Linked DNA regions of Triticum aestivum: region 1 is linked to region 2. Evidence: chromatin contacts called from public Hi-C data. All regions are on one chromosome and are shown on one strand. Each heading gives the region's core, a stretch centred on a gene start, on an enhancer-like site or on the middle of the called end of the contact. The rest is flanking DNA. Distances are from core to core; before and after follow the strand shown.

Evidence for each region. Hi-C and Micro-C count contacts between places; a contact is called where the count stands out from the background.
Region 1: a Hi-C map of leaf shows a contact between it and region 2, with 2.1 times the contacts expected there. The contact joins the promoter of LOC123069045 here to the enhancer-like site in region 2. A contact is called at or near these places in 2 of 5 Hi-C or Micro-C datasets (leaf and root).

The regions. Positions count from the first base shown.
Region 1 is chr3B:143,373,668-143,377,930 of IWGSC CS RefSeq v2.1, reverse strand. LOC123069045 (protein FAR1-RELATED SEQUENCE 3) reads right to left here and starts at 2,399. Exons shown (of 5, transcript XM_044491781.1): 1 at 2,122-2,399; 2 at 1,652-1,996; 3 at 727-1,097; 4 at 359-617; 5 at 1-255. The coding sequence starts at 589.
Region 2 is chr3B:143,315,727-143,319,797 of IWGSC CS RefSeq v2.1, reverse strand. It overlaps the pseudogene LOC123069044. Among protein-coding and RNA genes, the nearest start is that of LOC123065049, 12 kb to the left of the region's middle. Within about 2 kb of position 1,772, at least 1 of the 8 cell types and tissues checked has an H3K27ac peak or open chromatin away from gene starts, as enhancers often do. A contact at or near this core is called in leaf, where this site is marked.

The sequences.
Region 1 (4,263 bases), core at 1,150-3,649, 58 kb before region 2:
TGGCTCGACCTGCACTTTGACATCTCGCATTTTCTCCATAGCAAATGCACATGCTTCCACATTGCTGTCGCCTAACTTAACGGCATCAAGCGCTAGCAGGTACAAAGTGTTGCGTTGACGAGAAGAATACTTCAGCGGTCGATGATCCTTCTGGTAGCGCAGATACTCTGGCGGTAGTATATCTCTTGCATATCTAGTCCATCGCCTGAGCACATGCTTCGCAGGGAGCTCATGCAAATTCAGGTGTATCATGACCTGAACATAGCAGTCAAAAAACACATCAATTTTCTAGTGATTTTCATCCATGCCCATCTAGAGAAAGTGATTGTAAGTAAGGAAGAGGATCTGGGGCACCTACCTTAAGTGCATGGCTGCAAACCATTGCATAGTGCTCGAATGTCCCACACTCGCACCCGAACTCATCAGCCGACTCGCTCACGGAGATCACAAACTCATTCTTGCACCGCTTTTCCCTCGACTGAAATTTGATGTGCCTAGCAATGTACTCCAAATGCGGCTTGACTTCTACTAGATCATACAACCCAGGTTCATACAGCGCTGGTATAAACCTGCGCTGCATGCACCTCATTTGGGATATTTTGCTTCAGGACAACCCACTGCAAATGACAACCGCATCAAAATGAAATCAGTTTCGATAAGCATCTTCTTATTGTAACGACAACAATGCAACATCACCCAAATAAACAGAGACATATTCGAACTTACTAGTTTTGTCCTTTTCTCCTGGTAACTTTCTTCTGAGTCACGGTCAAATTGCATTTTTCTCATACTGCCTGATGAACAAGTGCATGGGGCACCCTGGTGGTACATACCCTTTCAGTAGGTGGTTTGCACTCTCACTTCTCTGCCTACACAATCTCCTGCATGCATTTTTTCCGGTGTACATTCAGACGGCCTCCCAGGAATACATACTGTAAAACTCGTAGCCTTCTTCGACAGAATCAAAACTAGTCCCAATCGATGGATTGCCAACATTTCCTGATTTTTTATCGACATATGCACGGACAGAAGCTTCAAGGGGAGGCATCCTTGAAGGGCTCGGCTCCCTCTCATCCTTTGCCTTCCCAACTCTGACCCTGCAAGCAATGGCACATCAAGCAGTCAGAAATCAAGTTCAATGAGGAACGACAAATTAAGTGGTGATGATGGTTTTTAATGCCCAATACATGAAAAGGGGGATGGATACGGTGTTCCAATACACTTGGTGTTATACATAAAAAATCAATGAATAGTCGTGGGAACATAATTATCGAACATATATATGTGGCTATACAATTATCAGGAACAGATTCAGAAAATCTTCATTTCAACAAACAAACAAAAAAGGCAGATGGCGGCGTCCATCCAGTGTGCAAAATCATCCATTTTTATGAACTGATGCATTAGCCATGACATAACATCTATTTTTTTAAATCTAAATATGATCGTACCTACCGCGCTGCCCTCCCATGTTGCTACTACAATATCGTTATTTTTTCAAGTTTTTGCAATACTCATAATGGTGACTAATTTCAGTTTGGATGACAGCATTTGGAACAAAACTATCAGCAAAAATTGAGAAGCATATATTTGAGGAAAAAATCACCAACAAAAAACGAAACAGTTTCATGCTGATAAATAACAAAATCACCTCCTGGTCCAAGAAGATTGATTCGTATTGGTTACTCCCACGCCCTCCTCGTCCGCACCCTCGTTCCCGGCATCAGACGCAATATATGAATCGTCTATCTCGCAGGAATCATCCATCCCTTCGCCGCCAAGATCATACGAGCCGCACACACCCCTCCCAGTGCGCACTGTTTCACCAATATCCTCGCCCCCTTTGTAATCCATGCGGCCTCCAGCTGGTCTTATCGGCACAGAAGAAATCAGGTCCTCCTAGGCATCGCCAGTTCCACTCGTGTCGCCCTCAGCCAATTGTGCGCCGGCAACTAGATCTCTTAAGACAACTCCGGCATCGAAACGCGGTACAAGCCTGCACAGAGAAACGAGAACCACCCAGATCTGAGTTTAGAAGAACAAGATGGGAGGAAACTTGAATCCAGATCGACTTCCTCCAGCCCTGCAACAGGAGAAATAGGAATGTTTTCAGAAGATTACCCTGCTCCAGATTCCTCGAAGAAGAACTCCATGCCATCCATGGCGAGAATCGCCAATCACCCAGGTGCGGTATGTATGTTCTGCTTCTTGGTCGACTACCCAAACACGACCACGCACTGCTTAATGAGAGTCGCTGTCATTGAACGGGACCAGTAGATACATTTATTTACCATACCAAACACCTGCGACAGCCCGTGTAGTGGGCCAAATTCAAAGCCGCCCAGACGGAACAGCTGTTCTCGCGAGGTAGCTGCGAAATCGTAGGCCCACGTAGAAATCCTGAACAGGAGCAGGCGGCACTGCTGTATATCTACCAAAATAGAAGTCGTATATAGTAAAAAGGGTAGAGACTACGCATCACGACGCCAGAACTAGCGACGGAGATAGCGGGCTCCATGCAGCTCGTCCGCCAAAACGCCCTTCTCCTTCTGTCGTTGCTAGCTTATAGTAGTATTTGCTTTTCTATAGTAAACTGAACCATGGCCTGCTCCTGCTGCCGTTGCTAGCTTATGTTTGCTTTTCTATAGTAAAATGAGCCATGACCTGCTGCTGCCGCCGCTGAAATTGAAACTCAACTGAACCATGTCTTGCTGCTGCTTCCGTTGCTGGATGCCGCCGCTACCTGCTGTCGTTGCTAGATGCCACTGCTGACGCCTGCCAGCACAGCGGCACACAGTTTCTTCAGAACTGAAGCGGTGAAGCCCACATGCCACAGTAAACAAAATCCATCCATGTCGTGCGCTGCTGGACGAGAGGATCGCATAAGCGTGTTGATTCTGGATGAGGCGGCCTTCGCGCGACGCGCGCTTCGGGAAAGACGCGGACTCTCGCGGATCGCAGGAAGCGGGGCATGCGGGTGAGGTCCGTGCTCTCCTTCAACTGTGGCGACAGCTGCGGCAGCGAAACAACCGCGGCGAGGGAGGCGTCAGGTAAGGCGCGCTTGGTGACGGCCTTGTGGGAGACGGGGCGGACGGTTAGCGCCGGGGCCGTGTCCACGCAGCGGTCGTGGGTCGGCGGCCGATCCCGGGAGGCCGAGGCGGACCCCACATCGCCGCCTGGATTGGGGTGGGGAGGACGAGCAGCAGGAGGACGACGCAGGGGTGGGAGCGGCGGCGGAGAGGCGAAATCGCAACGGGTGGGGCCGGGGAGTGGAGGAGACAACGAGGATATGATGGCTCCGACAAGGTGGCACGTGACGCACGGCGGGGCGATGTGGCGTGATCCTGCGGCCAAGAACCGGCCGCTCGTTTCATCTAAATAATGCGCGTGCACTTTTAAGTTTTTAGGGAGAAATAATACATATGCAATCTCGTACTACGTATACTTACTATACCGTACTCAGTACTACGGGTATGCCAGCTGTGCACAGTACGCAGTCGCCCCGCCCCAAGGTCGGACGAAGAAACGGCGCCCTGCCGTCGGCCCGGCCCCACCAACCAGCCTCACACGCCCGGCCCCCACGTGCCCCTCACGTGTCGAGTTTGAACAAACCCACCCCAACCCAACGACTCTCTCTGCCCACCTCCACGTCCCATCTCCTGTCGACTGTTGCGCATAGAGACTTGCACGCAAACGCTCCTCCTCCGGCAGAAGAAAGCCAGAAATAATCGAGGTAAAAGCATCCCAGGTATCCCAACTTGCATAGAATGTGATGTTTTAATCTCAAATTTGCAAAATAACTCCACCACCCAGTGGCGGTGCCAGGATCAGAAGTCAGTGATGTCATTTCAAATCTGTGGTGTCAAATATATGTATTTTCATTAATTTTATAAAAAAAATTACATGATTTCTACTTGTGTACAAAGGATTTGCCAAAAATCTGTGTGGTCAATTGACCACAGTGCTCTCAACGTGGCTTTGCCACTGACCATACCCCAACTTGCACTGGATGTAATAATTTAGTCCCCGGCCTATCACAGCATGACAAATGGCAGCCAGGTGGATGGACCTGTCGTCACCCGCACTTTTGCAAAAAAACACCCTGCCGTTTTGCCTAATCAACCCGCGCTACAGGAGAGCACCTGAATTAATTGTGCCTAAAATCCACCTCGCGTCCGTTCGAGGATATAGTTGCTGTCCATTCAAATAACATTAGCACGACCATTCAATTAACTGAAACTGCACTGCATATAGCATTAGCAT
Region 2 (4,071 bases), core at 523-3,022:
AGTCACTGTGCTAAGACTCCATAGAACTAGCACTAAACACGATAATGAACAAAAGCACAAATCAAAAAATCCAACTCATAGACACACAAACGCAGACGAACGTAAACCAAATCTAAGCAAATCCACTGAAGACCAACATTGACTGAATCAGACGATACCGTCGTTGGAGACACACCCTTCGTCGACGCTAAATGCACCGTCGGGACGGGGTGCTAGGCGAAAAGAACCATATTTTATCTTCAGAGAGCCTTTGCCGTCTCATTTTTTTTAGTAAGATACAAACCCTAACCAAACTAAGAAAAACATCAAAAAACAAAGTCCTTCCGTCATCAAGGGTCGGGACCCATCGCACGGCCACAGGAGATGAGGCAAATTGGCGTTGCCGCCGCCGGGAGACAGGGAGCCACGTCACATGTTCGCTTCGAGTTGCCAACAGTCTAATTTTGCCAGAAAGTTTGATTATTTGCCACACTTTTTCCCCACCACTTTGATAATTTCTCCAGAGAAGGATTGGTGGGGTCCCGAGTACCCTCCATTGACACAATATACGGCAAATTATCAAACACCCAAATAATGTGAATGATCCAAAGGACGTGGAGTATGTGATCCCGAGCTCAAGTGATCCAGGATGAATAGTAAAATCCAAAAATTATATTTTGAAAATTAAAAAAAACCTGCTTTTTCGGCTAGAAACATTGTTTTATTTCTACATGCATGCAAAAGTTTCATGATGAAATTACATTTGTGGAGGTGTTGGCAAAAAAAAAGTAATTTCATCATGAAATTTTGCATGCATGTAGAAAACACATCATTGTTTTTGGTAAAAAAAATTCATATTTTTAAATTTATTTTTTACTATTTTTTGGATTTTACCATTCATTCGGGATCACTTGAGCTCGGGATCATATGAGTACTTTTGTTGATCCAAAGACCTAAGTTTTGCATGGTACACACAAGGAACGGACTATATGTAGGGCCTTTGAAAAAAAACATCGTAAGTGGATTTTGCCCTCGTGGTTGGATAGAAATTGAACGGTTGGGCACTCTTCTTCCTCCTCTAGCCCAACCCCTCAGGGGTTCTTTGGATTGCAGGAATTTAGGAACGTAGAAATAGAAAAAACGTAGGATTGAGATGCCACGTCCAATGAATTCCAACATGATTTTAAAGCACATGAATTTTGTAAGATGTATCTTTGGATGGTGCAAGGAAATGAACGCAAGAATTTTGGAGAATTGAGGCGTTAGAGTAAAGAGAGATAAAGCTGATATAATACAAATTCAGAAGGGTCACCAACTAAGCGTTCACCTCCAGGTAAAAGACCGAGAAAACTTAAAATGCAACCGTAGAAGTTGTTTCAAAAAAAAAGATGCAACCGTAGAACTGAGCATGCCTTACATTCTAAATATACTAAACCTGGCCAGGTTTAGTTTACCAGGTTTTTTTTTTGACTTTTTCTTATCAGTAAAAACTTGACCAACCAAGCCATGACACGTGATTTACTGGGGATCTGGGATAGTACATCTTCGGGTGGATTTAGCAGTTCCCCCGAAAGAATCGTGGGCAGTTTGCTGTTGGCCTACATGCCTGTTCGATCGGCCTGTCCCCCCATTGACTGCATGCAGGGCTCAACTGATTCGGCGATTTGACTATGAGCTCTTCCACAGCGTTTTTTCTTCTTCTTTTATAAATTTGTTTCCTCATGCATGCATGTGCCTTTGTGTCGCTCAACCCTTCCGACAGGTTCGTTCTTTTTCCTCGCGTCTTTAGCCGTTCTATTGAGAGGATGCCACGTATGCGTCTGTTTACGATTTGGCTACGTTCTGTACAGGCGGTTGCCGCTTCTGTGGCGAGTTCTGGTCGCGTACATCTAGATCTGTAAGCATCGAGTAACTCTCTCTTCGATTGGTGTCTAATAGCTTAGAGAATCAATTCAAATCTGGAAAAGGAAGAACAGAGGAACAACGCACACCAGCCATATCTATCCTATCTAGTCGGCCGAAGCCATTCCGTCCGTCCCATCCGTTACAAGTGTCTTATGCGTACTTATACACAGGTCTATTAGACCCATTCCGGCCCAACTAACCGAGCAGGCCGCTTATGGACCCCCCCGGGCCTGGCCTTGTCGTTGCTTGCCGGATCGCCCTGTAGCTGATCACGCCTTGTCGATGCAGCGATAGCAGAGTCGCTGACAATCCCTCCTGGAACCGAAGCGGCTTGCCCCCAAGCCGGAGCCCGAGGAAAATTTTGCTTCAGTGTTTCCTGGTCTTCCCAGGTTGCCATGGATTCAGGCGAATTGCTCCACTTGATCAACACTTGAGCGATCGACTTGTTTCCTCGCTGAACCAGGCGGCGATCAAGGACTCTGGCTGGGACCTTTTCTGTAATTGGAAAAGGGCCGAAGTATTTGAAAGCCAACTTATGATTTGCCCGCGGAGTGATAGAAGATTGAATGTAAGGTTGCATCTTGAGAAAAACAGAGTCACCCACTTCAAATGATCTTTCAGTGCGATGTTTGTCAGCTTGTACTTTCATGCGTTGCTGGGCTCGCAGCAACTGCTGTTTAACTGACTCCATGATCACATGACGGTCCTCTAACCACTGATGAACATCAGAACTGGCAATCGCATCGGCAGGAGCAATACCAAAGTAACGAGGTGCATGCCCATAGACCACCTCAAACGGGGAATGACCTGTGGACGAATGCCAATTGGAATTGTACCACAGCTCGCAAAGCGGAAGCCATTGCGACCAACGATGGGGATGAGCGCTGATAAAACAACGAAGATATCCCTCGACTTGTTGATTGACGCGTTCTGTTTGCCCATCTGTCTGGGGATGCTGGCCTGAACTCATTCGGAGCTTGATGCCCATTCTGTTGCAGAATTCTTTCCAAAAAGAGCTAGTGAAAATTGGATCACGATCTAACACCAAGGACACTGGTAATCCATGAAGATGGTACACACGATCCAAGAAAGCTTCTGCTACTGTACTGGCAGTGTAAGGGTGCTTCAGAGCAATAAAGTGACCGTACTTGGACAATTTGTCGATGACCACCAAGATACAGTTAAACTGTCGAGATGGAGGCAACCCTTCAATGAAATCCATCATCATCATTTCCCATGGTTTGGAGGGTATTGGTAGTGGCTGCAATAATCATGGGTATGGTACCCGCTCAGGTTTAGCTAGCTGGCAAGTTTCACACTGTTGCAAAACAGATTTGATCATGGTTTTCATATTCTTCCAGTAAAATAGTTGAGAAATTCTTCTGAATGTTACTGGAAAACCAGAGTGGCCACCAGCTGAACTAGCATGCAAGTTACTAATGATTTTGCGTTGCAACTGATCATCTGCACCAATCCAGATCCTCTTCTTATATCTCAATAGCCCATCATGTAATGTAAACTTTGGATCAGCATCAGGATCAATAGTTAATTTCTGCAGAATGGCCTGAGCAGCCATGTCAGCTGAATAGCTCTGTATGATCTCTTGTATCCAAGCAGGCTGAACTGACGATGTCATGTAACAGTCTGCTGCTGGGTGAGGTCTGCGAGATAAAGCATCTGCAGCTCGATTATCTGATCCCTTCCTGTATACTATCTGATAGTTCAAACCCATCAATTTGGTAAGTGCTTTTTGCTGCCAAGCTGTATGCAATCGTTGCTCTGTCAAACTGACCAAGGCTCTCTGATCAGTTACTATCTGAAACTCCTTGAGTTGCAAATAAGAGCGCCACTATTCTATAGCTAGCAAGATGGCTAAGAACTCCTTTTCATACACTGAGAGAGTCTGATTGCGTGGGCCCAACGCCTTGCTGACAAAAGCAAGAGGATGTCCCTCTTGCATTAAAACTGCTCCAATACCACGGTCACTAGCATCTGTCTCAATGGTGAATACTTTCTTGAAATCAGGCAAGGCCAACACTGGGGCAGTTACTAATGCATTCTTCAGAGTTTGGAAGGCTGTTTCTTCTATGCTAGTCCACACGAATATGTTGCCCTTGCGCAGAAGATTGGTCAAGGGTTTTGCAATCACACCAAAATGGCGAATAAATTTCCTGTAGTATCCTGCCA